2 separate regions of the Mus musculus genome follow, and region 1 is linked to region 2. The links are chromatin contacts, called in public promoter capture Hi-C maps. All regions are on one chromosome and are shown on one strand. Each heading gives the region's core, a stretch centred on a gene start, on an enhancer-like site or on the middle of the called end of the contact. The rest is flanking DNA. Distances are from core to core; before and after follow the strand shown. Region 1 has its middle 8.1 kb from the start of 2210407C18Rik. Region 2 overlaps Gm51898 (a long non-coding RNA gene).

Region 1 (3,351 bases), core at 380-2,879, 380 kb before region 2:
TCATTGGATCGTGATACTGAAGAGTCAAGTGTTTTCTTAACGCTTAAAACCATGCCCTGGTGCTAGCCTTCCAGCTGGCTCAGCATCATTCTAGGACCCAATGTCACAGTCAGGAGGCAGACATGGAGCTTCTAAGAATAAGTCTCTATACATGAGAAGCACCCTAGATCATTCCGGAAAGGGCCAAGTCAAACTGACCCAAAGAGGCCACCTCTGGCCCTCCCCTTGGCCTTCTCACATGAATGCCTCTGTGCTCTTAGGACCTGGTGATGCTCTTTGCTGCCTCTAACGCTTCTCAGTCTTTTCCTCTCCAAAGGAGCAGAAGGGACCTGTGATGAAGACGCTAGAGAGCAAAAGCCTGGGAGCGAAGCACAAGAGGGAGGGGCCACAGTGACACACAGGAGTGGGGAGGCTCTACGCTAGGGCCTTCATTCTACTCAGTGGCAGCCATGGAAACTGGCATAAAATGGCACAATGTTTGGTGCCGTGTACCTGCAGGTCCCATGGCGGCATGAGCTTCTGAGAGCAACAGAACCCTGCATAGCTCCTCACTGTCACACTGTATGGCCGATAGCCAGGAGTAGAGGAGATTAGGTGAGACTCAGGGGTTCTTCTCCTAAGAAGTTGACCAGCTGTGTAAGTGCCAATACCAAATGTGACTGAGAAGGAAGCACTTGAGGAGACCACGTATCATAGAGTCCTTATCTGTGAGCACGACACAGCTCAGCAGTGTTTGCTGAGTTTGGATGGCGGGTGTTGGGTGAGCATGTTTACTCCTGAGTTAGCCTGACATCATCAGCCTTCACCTGCCTGCACCTGCCCTTGCCAGAAGCCCCACCTTTATGTTGGGCTTATTTTCCGTGTCCTAATGATCCGCAGCATCTGGTTACCAGGTCAGGCAGGGTGGTCTACTGTCTTTGCTGTATACTCTGACTGGGCTGGGTTTCATCCGTCTGCTTTCTCTCTTTCGCCCACATCCTTTATGTAGTGACTGAGATGGATCCTTCAGAAGGTGGAGAAACATACAAGTGAACATGGCAGGGCTGTATGAGGTCCTCACTGAGCAGCTCTGGGCAACCCAAATTGTGTGAGAGGAGACGAGTTTACCAGTAGCCTGAGGAACAGGCAGTGTGTTCCTCCAAGAACTGATCCCATGTGGAAGATGGTCACTCTGCCCCCAAGAGGGGATTTTATGGCACGTGCAGTGGGATATTGTTTCTGTCCTAAGAATGAAAAGAGAGTGGAATGCTCTCCAGAGGTCTTATGGGACCAATGTAAAGACAGATGTGTATGAGATACACAGCAAGGAACAGGAACCCCTGACATCACCCCAAGTATTTTGAGCATTGTTTTTTGACATCAGAAGGGTGTCCCACCAACAGGTTCTACCAGCTTCCCCAGAGAGACCCCAGGCTACCACATATCTGAATAGTTCTTCCCATGGAGCTTTTGCTGAGGCCTTGCCCCAGGAGCAGGAAATTGGCAGAGACAAGTGACTTCCGTCCACCTGGGCCCATCCTCTGTTCTCTAGGGATGAGTGACAGCAGCCTGCATTTTCTTCCTAAAGTGACATAGCCTGTCCTAAAGTGACTCTGACCTGTTGTGCAGGCTCTAGGCCAGTGTCATCTGAGGGAAGAGCAAATGAGGTAATCTTGCCCCAGACTCTGCTATAAATATGACCTCTTGGATCTTGCACCTTCTTTGCCAGGAATTCTCTTTATCTTGGACTCATTAATCACCTTGGAATTCATGGTCCAGTATCAATAGTACAAAGAGAGACAGGTTAGTTATCTGGGCAGATAAGAGAACAGTGAAATGTACAGCCACGGACTGTGACTATGAACCTTAGGAGAAGACGTGAAGGAAAGTGGGGTGGCATTGGGGTGCTGTGAGAACTCCCACAGGGTGGGAAGGCTGGCTTCCTTCCACTGTAAAGAGAAGTGTCCCCGGCCATGGTTGAGAGTAGCCTGGGTCTGTCTGCTCCAGGAACTGAGTTTTACTGTTCTTGTTTGTTTTTTACTTTGACTGGAAAAAGCAGAGGTAACAACAAAAAGCAGAAGCAGACAAGGGGAGGTTTTTGTTTGAAGGTCAGATGTCCTGCCCAGTAGAGGAAGCAGTGAACCAACAGACTACGGCACACTCTAGGCAGTGAGAGGGAAATCCTTGCAAAGTGTAGACTTGTGACAGGGTCAGGGCTCCTGACGTATAAAGAGCTCAAGCATGTCAGTGCAAAGGTGACAGTCTCCCTTTGGGCCAGACAAAAGACCTGAACAACTTTTCACATCAAGCAGACAGGGGGGACAAAGTACAGGAACACAGATTAAACAAGATCAACAACAAGATCAACAGTGTGAACAGAAAGTATGGACAAATACCTGTGAGAGTCCAGCCCAGGTCTCTAAGTGTGATTGTGGGTGAGGAGTAAACACAGCCGACAGGTATCACCAAGAATGCTCAAAAAGGGGACTCATGCAAACTGTTGGTGGGAAAGCAAATAACTCAGATATTATGAAAAGAATAGGATCAAACACCAAAAAGAGAGTTTGAGGTTTGAGGTTTGGGCTACTCAGGCCACACTCTCTGTCCCATCACTAGAGAGAAATGGCAGGACCCTAGGAATACAGTTTGCCTATGAGTCCCCAAAGGAGGCTTACCCTAAGTGACCAAGAGCTTCGAGTGGTTCATCCACTATGATGCTACACACAGTAACTAAAGGGCTGAAACGTTGTCCTCCCTCTGCCATTCAGGAGTCAGAGAAAACCTGACTGCCAGCTCATTGTGTTGATGATAATGGACTGAGCCTCAGAACCTATAATCCAAGCCCAATTAAATGCTGACTTTCTAAGAGTTGCTTTGGTCATGGTGTCTCTTCACAGCAATGGAAACCCTAACTAACACACCTGTCAAATCTAACTTCTAAAATTAAGAAAATATAAATCATTAAATATTTTTAAGATGAAAGAAGAAATATAAAAAAGTATATTTTGTGAGTGATCAAACATTAAGGTTAAACCTAAAAATTGTGAGGAGAAAACGAAGCCCAAGATTGTCTAATTGAAGTAAGCTTTATTTTAGGGGTGCACCCGGGACTAGCCAGCTATCTGTGTGTGTCTTACCCTAAGGTGAGATTTTTTAAGGTCCCTTTTGTTAGATCTCAAACCTAACAAATGGCCTAGGCACCGATTTAACTTCTCAAAATGAGCCTGGCCCTAGGTTTCCCAACTCCCTCAGTCTCCATTTGTTACAAGGTCCTTCTGGCTAGCACACCCCACTGGCTGCCCTAACCTTCTCTAGCCCAGGGGCTAGGCTGCCCTTCCCTATATAATCCAGATATAATTATGGTTACCTGAT
Region 2 (3,504 bases), core at 362-2,861:
CTGTGGCATGGACCTTTGTATTTAGGAGTCACTCTTACTAAACTTTGCCTTTTGTTGTTCAAATGTGGCCAAAATGGTTTTTGTTTTGTTTTGTTTAAACAGACTCCATTCAACCACTCCTCCTCCACGCTCCGCAGGTCACCTGCCACCAGGGGTCAGAGAAAGGGATGATTAATCAGCCATACTTGGGGGAGGTGTGCTGTTGAGAGACAAGTGTGGAAAGATACCCAGCTGTAAATGGAATTGTTTATATCAGCTTTCCCAGATGAAAATGAGCAGAGCCCAGAAAGGTCACGGAGCGTTCCTTCTGCAGGTTGCCGATCCTACCACTAGGGGGAGCAAGTACATGCCTCCCTGCTTCCTCCCCATCTCTGTCCTAGGTTTTCTGTAGGCTGTTTTCAGACACAGGCTGGGGATGTTTTTTTGTAGCTGTCTGCCCATACTGCCAATCCACACACCAATTCAGCATTGGAATCCCAGCACCCTGAATCCCTAAATGCTGGGGACTGCATACCATGACATGTATGGTGCCTGGGACCCTGAGAAATAGGAGACACATCCTTACAGGTGACCTGCCATCAGAAATAAGGAGCTACCCGCAGCAGGCCTGGATGGTGACCTCTCAGAAGCCCGCAGGCAGCTCATTTGTAAAAAGTTGGTTCCCATTTCTCCTGACCTTAGCACTGGACAATGGTTGTATAGATTTTATTTGTGTGTGACTACTTTTCAATTGGCCTTGGTGTGCATAATTATTCTATTATATCTGACTTTCCTATTTTTTTCTCCTGCTCTGGTGAATTCTGTGAAACTAGATGTTCCTTGATATAATGGTTCTTATGAGGCATGGGGTGGGGGGGAGGCACAGCACAGTCCTAGTGGCCCAGGTGCAGGCTGTGCATTCTCATTTTTGGAACAATGTAATAACTGCACAATGGTAGTTTCATATTAATGTTTGACTTGCAAAGAAAGTTTGAAGAAATTATGTCTAGGGCTGGAGAGATGGCTCAGCAGCTAAGAGCACTGGCTGCTCTTTCGAAGGTCCTGAGTTCACATCCCAGCTACCACATGGTGGCTCACAACCACCCATAATGAGATCTGACGCCCTTCTCTGGTGTGTCTGAAGACAGCTACAGTGTACTTACATATAATAATAAATAAATCTTTAAGAAAGAAAGAAAGAAAGAAAGAAAGAAAGAAAGAAAGAAAGAAAGAAAGAAAGAAAGAAAGGAAGGAAGGAAGGAAGGAAGAAAGAAAGAAAGGAAGAAAGAAAGGAAGGAAGAAATTATGTCTAGAAATAAATTTAGAAAATGAAGCAGAGTCAGTAATGGGACCTCAAGAAAGGAAAAAGCTACTTAAATTATGAAATGAGTTTTGTACAACATTTGAGAGTTGGTCCTGGTCTCCTTTGGATATGTAAAAATTAGACTCCGGAAAGAAGATAGAGAATGCATAAAATCTTATACTAGTAAAACTAAGCCAAAACAAACAAACAAACAAACCCTTAGTAAAAACACTAGGACTCTTAGAAAAATCGTGTGTGCAACATACAGAAGCCACAGCTTGTGAATTGCTGAGTTAAGGATTAACCCGAGTCCGCCTGCCCAGAGCATAGGAGGAACTCTGGCCGGATGTGGGCTAGCCTCCCTCCCCCTTCTTCCCCTGTCCCCTTTTAGTTCCCACAAAGGTGGTTGCAAAGAAGAACTGGCTCACGATATTTGAAAGCTCACCCCGGGTCTGTCAGTGAGAACATGCTATGCCTTATTAGTGAAAGTTTTCAGGTGGGAACTCAAGAAAGTAATTGACGGAGATGGACTGTTAAGGGTAAAAAGTTTGTGGTGGCGCATGCCTTTAATCCCAGCACTTGGGAGGCAGAGGCAGGTGGATTTCTGAGTTCGAGGCCAGCCTGGTCTACAAAGTGAGTTCCAGGATAGCCAGGGCTATACAGAGAAACCCTGTCTTGAAAAACCCCAAAGGGGGGAAGAAAAAAAAAAGAAGAAGAGTTATTAACCCCATGGACAGACAGACAACAGCAAGGCTGGAACACTGTTGGGAAGAAATCAGGGCCTATGTGGGTGGCAGAAGCAGGGGGTGGGGTGGGGTCTCTTATTCCTTTCCGAGGATCTGGTAGGTTTCACTGCACAAGAATGGAGCCAGGATGTCTGATTTCCAGAAGTCAAGGAAGTGGGTGGGAGGTGAAATGTGAGCTTTGAGGCCACCTCACTTCAGCATGTGAGACAGACACTCTGGCATCTGGGAGTCTGTTGGCAGGACGCCTGTCAGTGTCTGTGAGAAGGAGCAGCGGCAGGTGCTGTGGCCTGAGCAGCAGCAGGGTTCCAATATTATATTCTTACAGCCAGTTATGCTTCAAACTGCTCGTTTATGCTTCCCTACCATGGTGAATGCTCATTGCATGGCCATGAGTGAGAACCAGTGTTGTGTGACTGTTCCTAGGGAGACCTGGACAAATGTCTGTTCATCCCAGATAGTGGTGCCCAGAGTAGCAATCCCACCCAAGTCTTGTGTACTGAACCAGTGGATTTACTGGGGTTGCAGGAACATAGGCAAAGGGTTACTTACAGAAGCAAGGTATCTAAGAACTGAAAAACCCACCCCTGCATGGGTCAGAGGTCATGAAAGCTGTATCTGAGACATGGAGAGGGGCTTTGTGAGTGCTGTTTACCTCTTGAGCCTGAGCGTTCCCAGTCAATTTTGCAGAAATACCTACTCCGTCATCAGTTACTGGATAGTAGTAGAACCTTCTTCCCAAGCTCTCGAGTGAAAGCCAGTCTGTCACTCAGCAGCCTTCTGGCTCCGAGACAATCAGATTCTTTCACACTGTCCTCTCTATAGACTGTTTGGAGCAGTATACTGAAAGGAGCTGCCTGTTCATACTAAATTATAGCAGTCTTTTCCAGGGAGGTACCGCCTGAGGGTGGACCCAAAGATGTACACATTGGACTAGCTGAGCCTCCTGCCTTCTGTTTCTTTGTGTCAGTTTTTCCCTAGGATTCAATGCAAGAAGGGAAGGCCACTGTTCAGGGGGGACCTCATGGCTGTGGAAACAGGTTCTGACACTTTTGATGTTACAAGTGAAATATTAAAAAAATCTCTCCCTCTCCTCCTCCCTTTCTTCTACCCCCACCCTGTGTGTGTGTGTATCTATATCTATATCTATATCTATATCTATATATATATATAATGTTTATATCATATATATGTTTTATAAAATCTTTTTTAAAATCCAATATTAAAAACATGTGGGGGAATGCAGGAAGAGTTTTGTGGGGGAAGAGAAGGGTGGGGTGATGTGAATACAGTGTTCATGCATGAAGTTATCAAAAAATAAAGAACAAAAATAATACATCTATTTATATAATATACTGTGATTATTTATTCCATCACAAAGATCAACACTACATGTATGTTACATACAATGCATAATAAATGTGTGTGATGAATATATAATATCTGTGTACATATACTTCTGTATCTGTATATAGATAG

Evidence for each region. Promoter capture Hi-C pulls out the DNA fragments that hold promoters and counts their contacts.
Region 1: a contact with region 2 is called in a promoter capture Hi-C map of liver, with 2.6 times the contacts expected there. The contact joins two enhancer-like sites. A contact is called at or near these places in 6 of 39 promoter capture datasets (the 3T3-L1 cell line, cranial neural crest, embryonic stem cells and 3 more), 9 of 484 Hi-C or Micro-C datasets (the Ba/F3 cell line, the C2C12 cell line, the G1E-ER4 cell line and 6 more) and 2 of 9 other capture datasets (adipose tissue and embryonic stem cells).

The regions. Positions count from the first base shown.
Region 1 is chr11:58,603,754-58,607,104 of GRCm38.p6, reverse strand. No RefSeq gene overlaps it. Among named protein-coding and RNA genes, the nearest start is that of 2210407C18Rik, 8.1 kb to the left of the region's middle. Within about 2 kb of position 1,629, at least 17 of the 459 cell types and tissues checked have an H3K27ac peak or open chromatin away from gene starts, as enhancers often do. A contact at or near this core is called in liver, where this site is marked.
Region 2 is chr11:58,222,643-58,226,146 of GRCm38.p6, reverse strand. Gm51898 (a long non-coding RNA gene) reads left to right here. Exons shown (of 4, transcript XR_003949689.1): 4 at 103-750. Irgm2 (immunity-related GTPase family M member 2) reads right to left here. Exons shown (of 2, transcript NM_019440.3): 2 at 3,364-3,504. Among named protein-coding and RNA genes, the nearest start is that of Irgm2, 9.4 kb to the right of the region's middle. Within about 2 kb of position 1,611, at least 106 of the 459 cell types and tissues checked have an H3K27ac peak or open chromatin away from gene starts, as enhancers often do. A contact at or near this core is called in liver, where this site is marked.